2 separate regions of the Capra hircus genome follow, and region 2 is linked to region 1. A link is a contact called in public Hi-C data. All regions are on one chromosome and are shown on one strand. Each heading gives the region's core, a stretch centred on a gene start, on an enhancer-like site or on the middle of the called end of the contact. The rest is flanking DNA. Distances are from core to core; before and after follow the strand shown. Region 1 has its middle 130 kb from the start of KRAS. Region 2 holds the start of KRAS (GTPase KRas).

What was found. Hi-C and Micro-C count contacts between places; a contact is called where the count stands out from the background.
Region 2: a contact with region 1 is called in a Hi-C map of blood, with 2.3 times the contacts expected there. The contact joins the promoter of KRAS here to the enhancer-like site in region 1. A contact is called at or near these places in 3 of 5 Hi-C or Micro-C datasets (blood and liver).

The regions. Positions count from the first base shown.
Region 1 is chr5:83,234,598-83,241,032 of ARS1.2, forward strand. No RefSeq gene overlaps it. Among named protein-coding and RNA genes, the nearest start is that of KRAS, 130 kb to the right of the region's middle. Within about 2 kb of position 3,389, at least 5 of the 5 cell types and tissues checked have an H3K27ac peak or open chromatin away from gene starts, as enhancers often do.
Region 2 is chr5:83,364,572-83,371,006 of ARS1.2, forward strand. It overlaps KRAS (GTPase KRas), which reads left to right and starts at 3,472. Exons shown (of 7, transcript XM_018048391.1): 1 at 3,472-3,658.

The sequences.
Region 1 (6,435 bases), core at 2,139-4,638:
ATCTTACCGGGTCTCCTGAGCATGTCCTGCATTACAGGCAAATTCTTTTATCACTGAGCCACTGGGGAAGCCCAATGCAGACAATAGTGACTGTAAAACAAGTCTATCTCCTGCTTTAGTACTGGTTTTAAAACATAAACTGCTATGTATTACTGTGGAAATGAGAATGAAACTTAAGGTAATATTCAGAACCGAATGATCCTATTTGCTTAGCATAAATGATTTAAATGGCTAGAATTACAAAATGAATTGCAAAGATGTAAAAATATCCCAAAGTTCACCTTGCCAGTTTTCAGTTCAGTTCAGTCCAGTTCAGTCACTCAGTCGAGTCCAACTCTTTGTGACCCCATGAATCGCAGCACGCCAGGCCTCCCTGTCCATCACCAATTCCCGGAGTTCACTCAAACTCACGTCCATCAAGTCGGTGATGCCATCCAGCCATCTCATCCTCTGTCATCCCTTTCTCCCCCTGTCCCCAATCCCTCCCAGCATCAGAGTCTTTTCCAATGAGTCAACTCTTCAGTATGAGGTGGCCAAAGTACTGGAGTTTCAGCTTTAGCATCATTCCATCCAAAGAACATCCAGGACTGATCTCCTTTAGAATGAACTGGTTGGATCTCCTTGTAGTCCAAGGGACTCTGAGAGTCTTCTCCAATACCACAGTTCAAAAGCATCAATTCTTCAGCGCTCAGTTTTGTTCACAGTCCAACTCTCACATCCATACATGACCACTGGAAAAACCATAGCCTTGACTAGACCGACCTTTGTTGGCAAAGTAAAGTCTCTGCTTTTGAATATGCTATCTAGGTTGGTCATAACCTTCCTTCCAAGGAGTAAACGTCTTTTAATTTCATGGCTGCAATCATCATCTGCAGTGATTTTGGAGCCCCCAAAAATAAAGTCTGACACTAGGTGGGCATCAGTTCACTTCAGTTCAGTCTCTCAGTCTGTCTGACTCTGTGACGCCATGAATCGCAGCACGCCAGGCCTCCCTGTCCATCATCAACTCCCGGAGTTCACTCAGACTCACGTCCATAGAGTCAGTGATGCCATCCAGCCATCTCATCCTCTGTCATCCCCTTCTCCTCCTGCCCCCAATCCCTCCCAGCATCAGAGTCTTTTCCAATGAGTCAACTCTTCACATGAGGTGGCCAAAGTACTGGAGTTTCAGCTTTACCATCATTCCTTCCAAAGAAATCCCAGGGCTGATCTCTTTCAGAATGGACTGGTTGGATCTCCTTGCAGTCCAAGGGACTCTCGAGAGTCTTCTCCAACACCACAGAACAAAAGCATCAATTCTTCGGTGCTCACCTTTCTTCACAGTCCAACTCTGACAAGCATTTCACTTTTCAGGAGCGTTGCCCATAAACAGGTTGGCAGCAGAGGGCGCTCTTCAGTTAAAATCCGAAGTTCTTTTTCAAAAAGCTTTTAGATACATATTCGCTGCATCCAAGTAACAGTAGCTAAGAGTGTTGTAGAATAACAAGAGTTCTATGAGCTTTGAGTTTGATATAGGGGGAAAGGACATTTATGAAACATAACTGAATGAGACCTTAGATTTTGAGCAATGCTTAGTTTCTTCTAATGAACGTATTTGATTCACACCACTAATATTTTCTGAGGACCGACTCGGTGAAAGACACCAACATACACTTCTAGCGCCTTCCCCGGATACTGTTACGGGAAGACTTGGACCCTTACCATGTGCTTTCTGCACTTTAAGGACAGGGCATTTTAAAACAAAATGAGGAAACTGAAAGTCATCGTATTTATCACATTCAAAAGTAAGGACTTTACTATGCTGTAGATTTTACCTAGAATGTTTGGAACAATCGGCAGCCACAGTTCCTATTCTCAGGTTACATCCCGAAGATAAAACGATTTTCATAACATCTGAATACTAATATAAAACAATATCTGCACATTTATCTACATTTATCTCCCGCGATCAATAGCATCTTCTGGACAGAATCCCGAGTGCCAATATTCTCCGCAACGTCGGATTGCTTCCCGGATTCCAAAGCGTGGTCTTTCCCCACCCTCCTGACCCTCTCCGCCACTACCCGTCTCCCCAGAGGCAACCAGCTCCGGTTAGGGCCAAGTAGCTGAACATTTTTAGTTGCTACAAGAGAATCTTTTCCCCTAGCTTCTTATCGATGAATGGGTGTTTTTAAAAAAAATTTTAAAAAACTTAACTTTAAACCTCTTTCATTTCCAGAACACTCCTGGTTTGGTTTTCAAACTAACGAGGTCTGACTAGTGATCATGCAAAAAGCCTTTTTTGAACACCCCAAGGCGCAAGTCATTGGACAGGGCTCTGGCTGCGTGTCCAAGGTCTCACGTGGTGCCTCCGCGAGCCACCCAGCGCATCTGTTCGGGTGAAACCCTTCAAACTTTTTCTTTCTGTGTTTGAAAAGCAAAATGACCCGATCTAAAGGCGCCGGCCTTCGGCTGCGCAAAATCGATCCTTCTGGGAGGCAGCCGACCTCCCGGAAGACCGCCGCATGACTCAAGACTCGAAATGTTCCGGAGTTCAAGTCACTCTGGACGTCGCCACCGCCACTTCGCACTCGTCGCCGGGCCGCGCGGCCGCCACCCAGCGGCCCCCGCCCGCCGGCCCCGAACGGCCCGCGCGCCCGCTGCGGGGGAGGGGAGCGCTCGGCTGAGGTCGCCGCCCGGTTGAGCAATCCGGCTATGCAAATAGCGGGGTTACGACAACCAATCGGAGGCCGGTTCTGCCGTGACGCGCGCGCCTAGCGCCCGTAGTATTTATAGATCGTATTTAAAGAGCCCTTGGGAGTCTCCCCAGGCTCGGCTGGGCGGTGGCAGCGGCCGCGGAGCTGCAGTTGGCCCGGCTCGAGTGAGGTGGCGGGGCGGTCTCTGCCGGTCCTTTCCCTGTGGGGGTGTGGGGCGTGGAGAAGCGTCCTAGCACGTTCCGTAGTAAATAGTTTTTACCCACTTCCCAGCTCGGTTTCTGGAGAAGGGGAGGAAATGCTGCCGCTCCGACCATAGTTTTGCTGGAAACAAAGCCAGGGATTTGACATCTCAAAGCAGGGGGTGGGGATGGGGGTGGGGGTGCAGAGAAGGTTTGAACCGACCCCGCCCCGACCCCACATTTGAGCCACAAACCGACGCCTGTTTCCTGGTGCTGGGCTGTGTGTAGAGGCGGCCTTCCTGGGGGGAGGGGAGAACAATACCGCCTGAAAAGCCAAAAGTCGTGGAATTTGGGGGGCGGGGTGTATTCGTGGAAAATAAACTGCAAGATAGTGGCGGTGATTATCTTGGCGTTCAATCCATTGATCCTCAGACTTACCGGCCAGCGAGCTGCACACTGCAGTGCGAAAGCAGGAAACTGACATTACGTCAGAGGAGAGAAGAGACCCAAACTGCAAGAGCTGCATCTGCAGAGCTGGTTGTTTCTCCTCGGAGGGGTTCTGCGGGCCCGGGGTGCTGCCCCGGGCGGGGCGCTACGGGCTCTCAGGCGGAGGGTGGGCTCTGGGGGCACTCGGGGGACTCCTGGCCTGGGCCGCCCCACGTTGCCCTCACCAGCGGGCTATGCAGGAGCCACGAATAATTCCTTTTAAAGATAGCCCCGCGCTTAGCTGGATGTCCTGAATTCCAGGAGGGGGGGGCGGGGCAGGGAAGCGCACCAAGTGTCCCCTGCTGTCCTTAGTTTAGCGCGAGCTGAAGTCCATCAGAGGAAAACAGGTGGTGGTGGAAGGGGATTGGCGGGGGAGGGGGTTGTTCCCAGGGAGTCACCAAGGGTTCCAGCCATGTGTAGAACCTGACAGTTCGGCACCTTATCAGGGGTTTTGTCTTCTCGATATTGAGTGCCGTGGTCACCAGAAACTTGCTCTCTGCCAGGGACCTAGCTCCTGAGGCCTTGCCACTGCTTCTTAGAAATCTCTTGAGGACAGACAAGCTGCAGGAGAATAGCGTCCATTAGTACATTCTGTCTCTTGGAAGACATTGAGGAGTTTGGCGCTAACCTCACCTGCTCCCTCATTCCTGGCTCAGGGTCATCACAAGGTAACCGCAGTAACCAATTCTCCTGGGCTCCCAGCCCACTCCACCGGTGAGCCGAGCTTAGCCCCAAAAAGGTTGGTGACAGCAGCCAATGATGATTGTTCCTGCTGGGTCCTGACTGCTTTGGCAGGCTATCTCATTTAATTCTCACAATAACTGGATGGGGTGAGTAGTGTGAGCCGCATTTTGCAGATAAGGAAACAGATTCTGAGAATCAGTATGTACCCTTCTGCGGATGGGAACGAGGCAGTCTGACACCAAAGCCTGCACAGTCTGTGGGGGCAGGGAGCTGGCTTTGATCGGGGCACCTTCCAGGCTCACCTCAGTTCACAGCAAGAAGGCAAGCAAGAGTCTTCGTTCACCCCTGTTGTCAGTCAACTACGATAAACCTAGTTCTGGTTAAACATGGTGGCTCTCAGGTGGCGTTTTTAATCTCCTGGAGTAAGAAAAACTGCTCCTGAACACCCAAATTGTTTAAGCCAATTTTCTCATTGCTCCCTGTTTGCAACAGTGTCTTATAAAGTCGTTTAATGATTAAACTTTATATATCACTTCATTCCTAGCTCAGGTCATTGGATAATGTCAGATCTGAAGAACTGAGTGAGTTACCTTGTAAATTAAGAGTGGGGCCATGTTCAGAATTAGTCCGTAGTCTCATTCAAGGTTGGATGAGTCCTGTCCTTGCTTTTCCCATTGGTTGCCTTACCCCCCATGATGGTTGTCTAGGTGGGAGAGAGAGCCAGGGAAGGGAAAGAAGACTGGCAGATTGTGATTAGTGTCTGGGAAGGGAAATTCAAAGGAGGAAAAGTTAAGGGGAAGAAGGTTATATCTCTGTATATAATTACAATTTTTTTAATAGAATCAAGTGATTTGAAAGCCAGGAATCTGATGGAGATTGAAGACTGTCTCTATCTCATCTTGGCTGGAAAGCCTTAGACCCGCTGTGAATATGACAGCCAGCGTCCTCATCTGTAAAATGAAGCAACCTGCTACCCGTCTGCTGACATTCTCCTCTGCTCTACTCTAATGCATTCTGGTGGTTCTCAAAGTTCCCTCCGAGGCCACAATACACTCTCACTCAATACACTCTCCTGGATAATTTTACCCAAAGCATGACCCCTGGTGCCATTTGAAGTCTTTCTCTCTTGCCCAGGTCTCTTTCTGATCTCCAGACCTGTACTCAGGACATCTCTACTTGTACACCACCAACTTAAATGTTCCAAACTGAGCTGCTCCTTATCTATCTCCCAGCCACCTACCATGAAAGGCTGGAGCTACCCTTTCACATCCCCACCCAGTTATTCAAGCCAAAGCCTGGCTTATTCCCCTTTCTCTTAACTAATACTCCCAAATAATGGCCAACTCCTACCTTGGATCAGCTGCCTTTTGTCTACCAACCCCTAAAATCACCTCTACCAGGCGGCCACATCCCCTCCATCAGTCCCCTTCAGTGGGTCCCACTGCCCTAAGAATGACACCTGACACAAAGCCACTCAAGGCTGAGCCAAGACCTAGGACTCTGGCTGCTCCCCTTGCTGCACATCACCCTTCAGCCATTCGGAAACTTGTGGGGCTTGTCTAATGATGCCAAATTCTTTTGTCCTTTCTCTGAGCTTTAGCAGATTATACCACCATACCAAAGCATCTTATCCCCATGCCCATGTTTCTGACTGAAAGCTCCTAGTACTCTTTCATTGCTCAGTGTATGTCACTTCCTCCGGAAAGTTCTTTGCACTCCACCCAGCTTCACGGTTTGTGCTCCTCCAGCTTATTCAAAGAGCTGTGCTTTCCCATCATAGCACCCAAACTCTGTAGACTGAGTGTCTTTTCATTTCCCTGAATCTGTGTCTTTATTCATATAGAAGGGGACTACACCAGAATCATTCAAGGTGCTTCATCAGCCTGCATCTCAAAACCCCATTCACCCCTCACCACTTCCAGTCTGCCATGAGTGTATCCTAAACTTCAGAACACAATGAACCCATGGGACCAATGATATGCTGTATCTCTCATGAGTGTAAGGGTAGAAGACAGATTGAAAACTGCTGTCCTAGACTGGCAATTGGACAAGGAAAGAATCATTATTTCCCTTGTACCTGGCCCAGTGTAAGGCACAAAGCAGAAGACACTCAGGAAGTACTTTTGTGATTGACCCGGGTTGTGAGGATTAGATCAAATTATGTATATGGAGTTCCCAGGACATAACAGGCATTGGGTGAATCTGGGTTGTCTTACCCTCCACTTGCTAATATAGAGCTTAGGAGTCATCACTTAATACTTCGTGTCTGCCACCCTTGTCAACCTTTATCCCCCATGAGAATGAAAGTGAAAGATACTTACAGTGGGTTCCTAGAGCCCTGCAACTTCACTACAGCTATTAAAAAAAAAAAAAAAAAACTAAAAAACACT
Region 2 (6,435 bases), core at 2,222-4,721, 130 kb after region 1:
GGTGAGGCAGGGGTGTGGGGTGCAGAGAACAGTGGGATGCAGGTCTGTCCCCAGCCTAGATGATGACTGAGACATGTAATGGATTACATTTCTGCTCATGCCAGAATTTTCATAGTCAGCATAGAAGTGCTATATAAAGCTTTCCCCTCTTCTATATTATAGTCCTTTTAAGATTTACGGAGCACCAGCTATAGGGAGAACACTGTGTTAGCAGCTGTCAGAGAAAACAAGAGCTTATCATGTATTTGAAATTGGACAAAATAAATCTGTGATTTACATTGAAGGGTGACTACAAAGCAACTTAGAAATAAGTGCAAACTCATTCAGTAACAAAAACTCACTGTGTCCATCATGTGCTGCTCCTGCTAAGTCGAGTCAGTCGTGTCCAACTCTGTGCGACCCCATAGACGGCAGCGCACCAGGCTCCCCTGTCCCTGGGATTCTCCAGGCAAGAACAATGGAGTGGGTTGCCATTGCCTTCTCCAATGCATGAAAGTGAAAAGTGAAAGTGAAGTCTCTCAGTCTTGTCTGACTCTTCTCGACACTGTGGACTGCAGCCTACCAGGCTCCTCCGTCCATGGGATTTCCCAGGCAAGAGTACTGGAGTGTGGTGCCATTGCCTTTTAGAATCTCCAGGGTGTGGTATATCAGAAGGTGATGTGGGTAAGTTTAAAAGCAGATTTTGTTAAGACTACAGAGACTTTGAGGTATTCTATCTAAAGAAGGATTAGATTCACACAGTTCAGAAGTAAGGTAACATCAGTCATTCAACATTCCATGCACTTATTGAGTGTCTATTGTTTTTGTAGTGGTAAGTAAAGCAGACAAAAATCCCAACCCTTATGGAGCTTATATTCTGATAGGAGACAGACAAGAAAACAAAATAAATTGTATGTTGTGTTGCTGCTGCTGCTGCTAAGTCTCTTCAGTCGTGTCCAACTCTGTGCGACCCCATAGACGGCAGCCCACCAGGCTCCCCCGTCCCTGGGATTCTCTAGGCAAGAACACTGGAGTGGGTTGCCATTTCCTTCTCCAATGCATGAAAGTGAAAAGTGAAAGGGAATTCGCTTAGTCGTGTCCGACTCTTAGCGACCCCATGGACTGCAGCCATCCAGGCTCCTCCATCCATGGAATTTTCTAGGCAAGAGTACTGGAGTGGGGTGCCATTGCCTTCTCCAATGTTGTGTTAGAAAAAGTGGTAAATGCTCTGGTTCCTTGGTGGCTCAGACGGTAAAGAATCTGCTTGCAATGCAGGAGACCTGTGTTTGATCCCTGGGTTGGAAAGATCCCCTAGAGAAGGAAGGGAATGGCTACCCACTCTAGTGTTCCTGCCTGGAGAATTCCACGTTCAGAGGAATGTGTTCGGCTACAGTCCATGGGGTCCCAAAGAGTCGGACATGACTGAGCGACTAATACTTAACAGAGATGCAATACCAGATGACCTTTTGGGAAATTCATTCAAGACATTTGAACAAAGATTTACAAGTGTCAAAGAAGGCTTTTTGGATATATTGTATTGTGCTTAGTTGCTCAATCGCGTCTGGCTCTTTGTGGCCCCATGGATTGTAGCTCCAGGCTCCTCTGTCCTACTGGAGTGGATTGTCATGCCCTTCTCCAGGGGATCTTCCCAACCCAGGGATCAAACCCAGATTTCCCGCATTGCAAGCGGATTCTTTACCAGCTGAGCCACCACGCAGTGTGTTCAAGATAAAGAGGCAGCAAAAGTGCAAATTCCCTGAAAAAGCCTGCCCGCATTTTCAAAAAAACAGCTAGGAATCAGCATGTATCTTTGGAAGTGAGGAAGACAGATTATATATCGGATAAGAGCTCAGAAAGGAAAGGGAGTAGGGTGTCAAATAATTTAAGGCCATGGAGGATGTGGAGAAGATGCTTGTTCTATGTTAAGCAGGACGGCAGCCACTCTGAGCAGAACATGATCTGACATGAAAGATACTTCCTTTCAGCTGTGTGAACTTGGACCCAATTTGTAACCTATCTAAATTTGTTTCCTCCTCTGTAAACTAGAGAAAAGCATCTGACTTCATGAGGTTGTTGTGATGATTAAGAAGGATGATATGTGCATTTAGTATCTACCTGAACTAGGGCAGGCATATTCTTTTCCCTGCCCCGTTTCCTGTCTCCTCTCTTCTGCCTCTTCCACCTGGTGCCAGGTGCCAGGAGACAAGAGGCAGGAAACAGCCTGGCAGAGTACAGCCCACGTAAGGGGAAGGAGGAAAAGGGGGCAGCGGGTGTAAGGCCTAGGTTAACAGACATACTAGTTGGGCTTTAAAATAACTATTCGGTGTTTTATGATGCGGATTAGAAGGACAGAGCTATGAGCAGAGACTCAGATGGGTGGTCCTACTAGGTATAAGCGCCCGGTCTGCCAGGCCTCAATTTTTAAAAAATACTCCCCCAAACCTTTATAGATAGTTTATCAACGCAGACTCTGGGCATACTAGAGTTATGTTTAATTGTTTCATTGTTTAACGTGCTAACTCCCCGAACGTTAACTGATTAATCTGTCTTATAATTAATGTTTGAATGATTCTCCTCAAGTCTAGACTATTAAGGGCACTTCTATTTAAAAATAGTCTGTCGTCTGCTTGTACTGTCAGGTGCCATAGGTATATCTGAGGTCGCCGTTTTGAGTGACCCGCGATGGCTTCGAAATATACATAAAAATAACAACAGAAAACAACAGATCCTCCGCTCCCCCCACCCCCCCGCCCCCCGCTTAATTAGTGGTGAAAGATTTTGTCGCGTTTGTCTGGGCTTGGGGCTAGCTCTCAGCCCTCGATTGTGGAGACTGGTAATCATCCAGGTGTGCTCAGAAAGCTCCGGGCCAGGGAACTGGCGGCCAGGTCTCTTCCGAGGTCCCCCAAGTTGCCTCCTACTTTGGGTGACTGCATGTTTATTCACTTGCAATAAATGATTGTAAATGAATGTACCCAAGTGCAGGCCGACCCCATGGGTGGCGGGATTTTCGCAGCTCCCCCGTGTGGCCCCGACAGCAGGGCGGCGCTGGCCTCGGCATCGCCGGGGTACCGAGCCCGCGCCGGCCGGGGTCCGAGGCTGCGGCTCTTGGCCTGCCCTGCGGCTGGAGCCTGGGGGCGGGCCCCGCGTGGATCCGCCTGCGCCCCCATCCGCGCGCGCCGAGGCACCTCCCAGAGCCAACCCCTCTGCCACTACGCCGGCCGCGCGTCCCCACCCTCCACGGCCCCAGCCGCCCGCTTCCTCCGCCGCGCCGGCCCCCGCCCCTCCTCCGCCGGCCTGGTCCGCCCCCTCCCCGGCCCGGGCCGGCCCCCCCTCCCTCTTCCCGGCGGCGCTAGCAGGCTCGCTCTTCCCTCTTCCCACATCGCCCTCAGCCGCACTCCCGTCTGGAGAGGAATCGAGCGCCGAGCGCATCGATAGGTCTGCCCTCTGCGGCCGCCCGGCCCCGAACTCATCGGTGCGCTCGGAGCTCGATTTTCCTAGGCGGCGGCCGCGGCGGCGGAGGCACAGCGGCGGCGGCGGTGGCGGCGGCGGCTTCGGTGGCGGCGGCGGTTCGGCCAGTACTCCCGGCCCCCGCCATTTCGGACTGGGAGCGAGCGCGGCGCAGGCACTGAAGGCAGCGGCGGGGGCCAGAGGCTCGGCGGCTCCCAGGTGCGGGAGAGAGGTACAGAGCGGACCACCCCTCGCGGCTCCTGCCGGGGTCCCGACCCTCCTCGCCGGCGCCGGGCGGGGCCGGCGGCGAGTGAATGAATTAGGGGTCCCTGGAGGGGCGGGAAGGGGGCGCGGGTGCGGGGCCTGGGCGGGCGGGCCGCCGGGCGGACGGGGCCGGTTGGGGGGGCGGTCTGCAGGGGGAGACGCGGCGACGCGGGGAATGAGGAATGGGCGGTGCGGGGCTGAGGAGGGTGAGGCTGGAGGCGGCCGCCGCTGGGGCTGCTTCCTGGACGGGGAACCCCTTCCTTCCTCCTCCCGAGAGCCGCGGCTGGAGGCGGCCGGGGAGAAACTCGCGGGCCGGGCAGGCCGCCCCTCTGGGCGGTCGGGTGCGGTGGAGGTTACTCCCGCGGCGCTCCGGCCTCCCCTCCCCCTCGCCGTCCTTCCCTCACCCTCCTCTCCGCTCCCGCACCTCTTCTTCCCTTCCTAGTACTGGGCTGCCTCGGTTGCTGCCTTCTCTGCTGCATCTCTCATCTCTGGGACGAAGGTATAAACTTCTCCCCCAAGCGCAGACTGGACGGCTTGTGGTCCTTTTTCAGTGTGTAGGGCGGATAGATGAGTAAGAGGCGAGGTCGCCTTTTGGAAGCGCAGGGGAAAGTGCTTAGAGACCACTGATGGAGGTTATTGTGTTTGGAAAAAATGCATCTGCAGCCGAGTTCCTGACGGCTCCCCTCCCCCCCCGTATGGGCTGTGACATTGCTGTGGCCACAAAGGAGGTGGTGGAGGTAGAGATGGTGGTGAAAGAACAGGTGGCCAACACCCTGCAACGTAAAGCCTGGACTTCGTGTAAAGGAAAAAGTTAATCCCAGAAGGTCTGTTTTGCTTTGTCAAGTTAACCCGAACGGCAGCAGCAGGGCTCTTTCCCTGCTAGTTGAGTGTGAACAGCGGTAGTTAAAATTGCCCGTGAAGTTTAATTTGCCTGTTTTCCTTTCCCCCATGCCTTCTGTATTACCCTTATGCGTACAAATTGGACCCCCAGCCCAGGAGTTATTACAGTACTCCTAAACGGTTCCCAGGCCTTTTTTTTTTTTTTTTTTTTTTTCCAAAAGCGACCTACAAGAGAAGTTAATTGTAGCAATCTGCCAGCCAAGTGCCTGAAATACTCTGAGGCATGTGCAGTGGTGCAGGTGAAGTCCTAAACTGGCCTTCTTAAATCTTGACATCCACCAAAACGAGTGGTTAAGAACAAAAAAGCATTTTCTGGTTTTTACTTACTATACATGTTACATTTGTAATGAAAGAAAAAATTGTTCAAAAGAAATTACAAAGGGAAAAAATTCTGTTCATAGTCATCATCTCAGAATCAACCTTATGAGTGATGTCATTCTTAGGTGACTAAGGTCCAAAATGCTGACTCGAACGTGTAGTGGACTAGAGACGTCAAAAATGGTTGATAGCAGTACTGTTTACCTTAGACTGTATCCGTCCACAGGCATTCCTGGTTTTAAGAGACAGTAGATGAAGTGATAATTCATTTTTTTTAATGGTCAAAAAAATGAATATTTTTTGCCTGAATGAAATGCTCAGTTCTGGTCCCAGTTCCACCCCTTACTAGCTTATGTAGCTTTGGACACGGAGAACTCCTTTGGCCTGTGATTCTCCATGGCAACCCATTTCTCTCTAGTGGATTAAAGAAACTTGATTTTTGAAATCCAAGTGAAAGATTTTTTTCAGAAATAACCACTGCATAAAAAAGTAGACCAGAAAGTGTGTGGTGTTGAGAATTCACATGTGTATCTGCAAGCTAAGCACTAATCCAGTATTTGTCCACAGTCTCCTCTAGACTAGCTCACTTACTGGCCATAAGGACTCTTCAAAATTACTGAAGATCCCAATGTGGAGTGTGTCAGTATTGCCACAACAGAAATTAGAATGGAGAATTAAACAATATTAATTCATTTAAAAAAGAAATAATTAGCCCTTTACTTGGTAACAGAAATAGAATATTTAATGAAAAGTAACTGTTTTCCAAAACAAATGCAGCAGTTAGCGAGAAGAGTGGCATTGTTTCACACTTTCACTAATCTCTCTAATTGTATGGCTTCGTAGAAGATAGCTGGATCCTCATAGCTGCTTCTATAGTCAATGTATTGTGATCACAGGTCTGGAAAATTCTACTGTATATACTTATGAAAGAATAAGAGTGGGAAGGGTAAATCACCTCATACCATTATCATCAAACCAGGTTTTACCTCTTGGACCCTCTCCAAAAGTCTTAGGAACCCTGGTGGGTTCCTATACCACGTTTTAAGAACTACTCTTCTAGGCTATCCAGATTTTATTGGAGGGGTGGGGTGGCAGGGAACTTAGAGGATACGTTTTGGTGTGATTATCCTCACCTATCACATTTGCTAATGCCAATATTAGGAATGAAAAGAGGGAGCAAAACAGGACATAATGCATGTTGGCAGTGGCCCTAAACAAGCCTCGGTGGCACAGAGCAGGCCCATGAGGAACTGTGATACAGCAGTTGCTGGGCCTGTCTGCTCTTTGGGAATGGGTTCAGGAAGTAGAGCCAGAGCAAGGATGTGGTGGGGTGGTGGGGTGCCTACTGGGAAGATTCTTGGTCTTCAGTAAATGGCATGCTGCATGTGTATAATGTTGTATAGTATATCTGCACTTTCATTAATCTGGAACTACTTACCGTGTAGTACATTCTTGGACATTGACTACCAGTTCACGACTTAAATTTGTAGTAATCTAGTTATTGAGGGAAAGGAGGTTAAAGTAGAT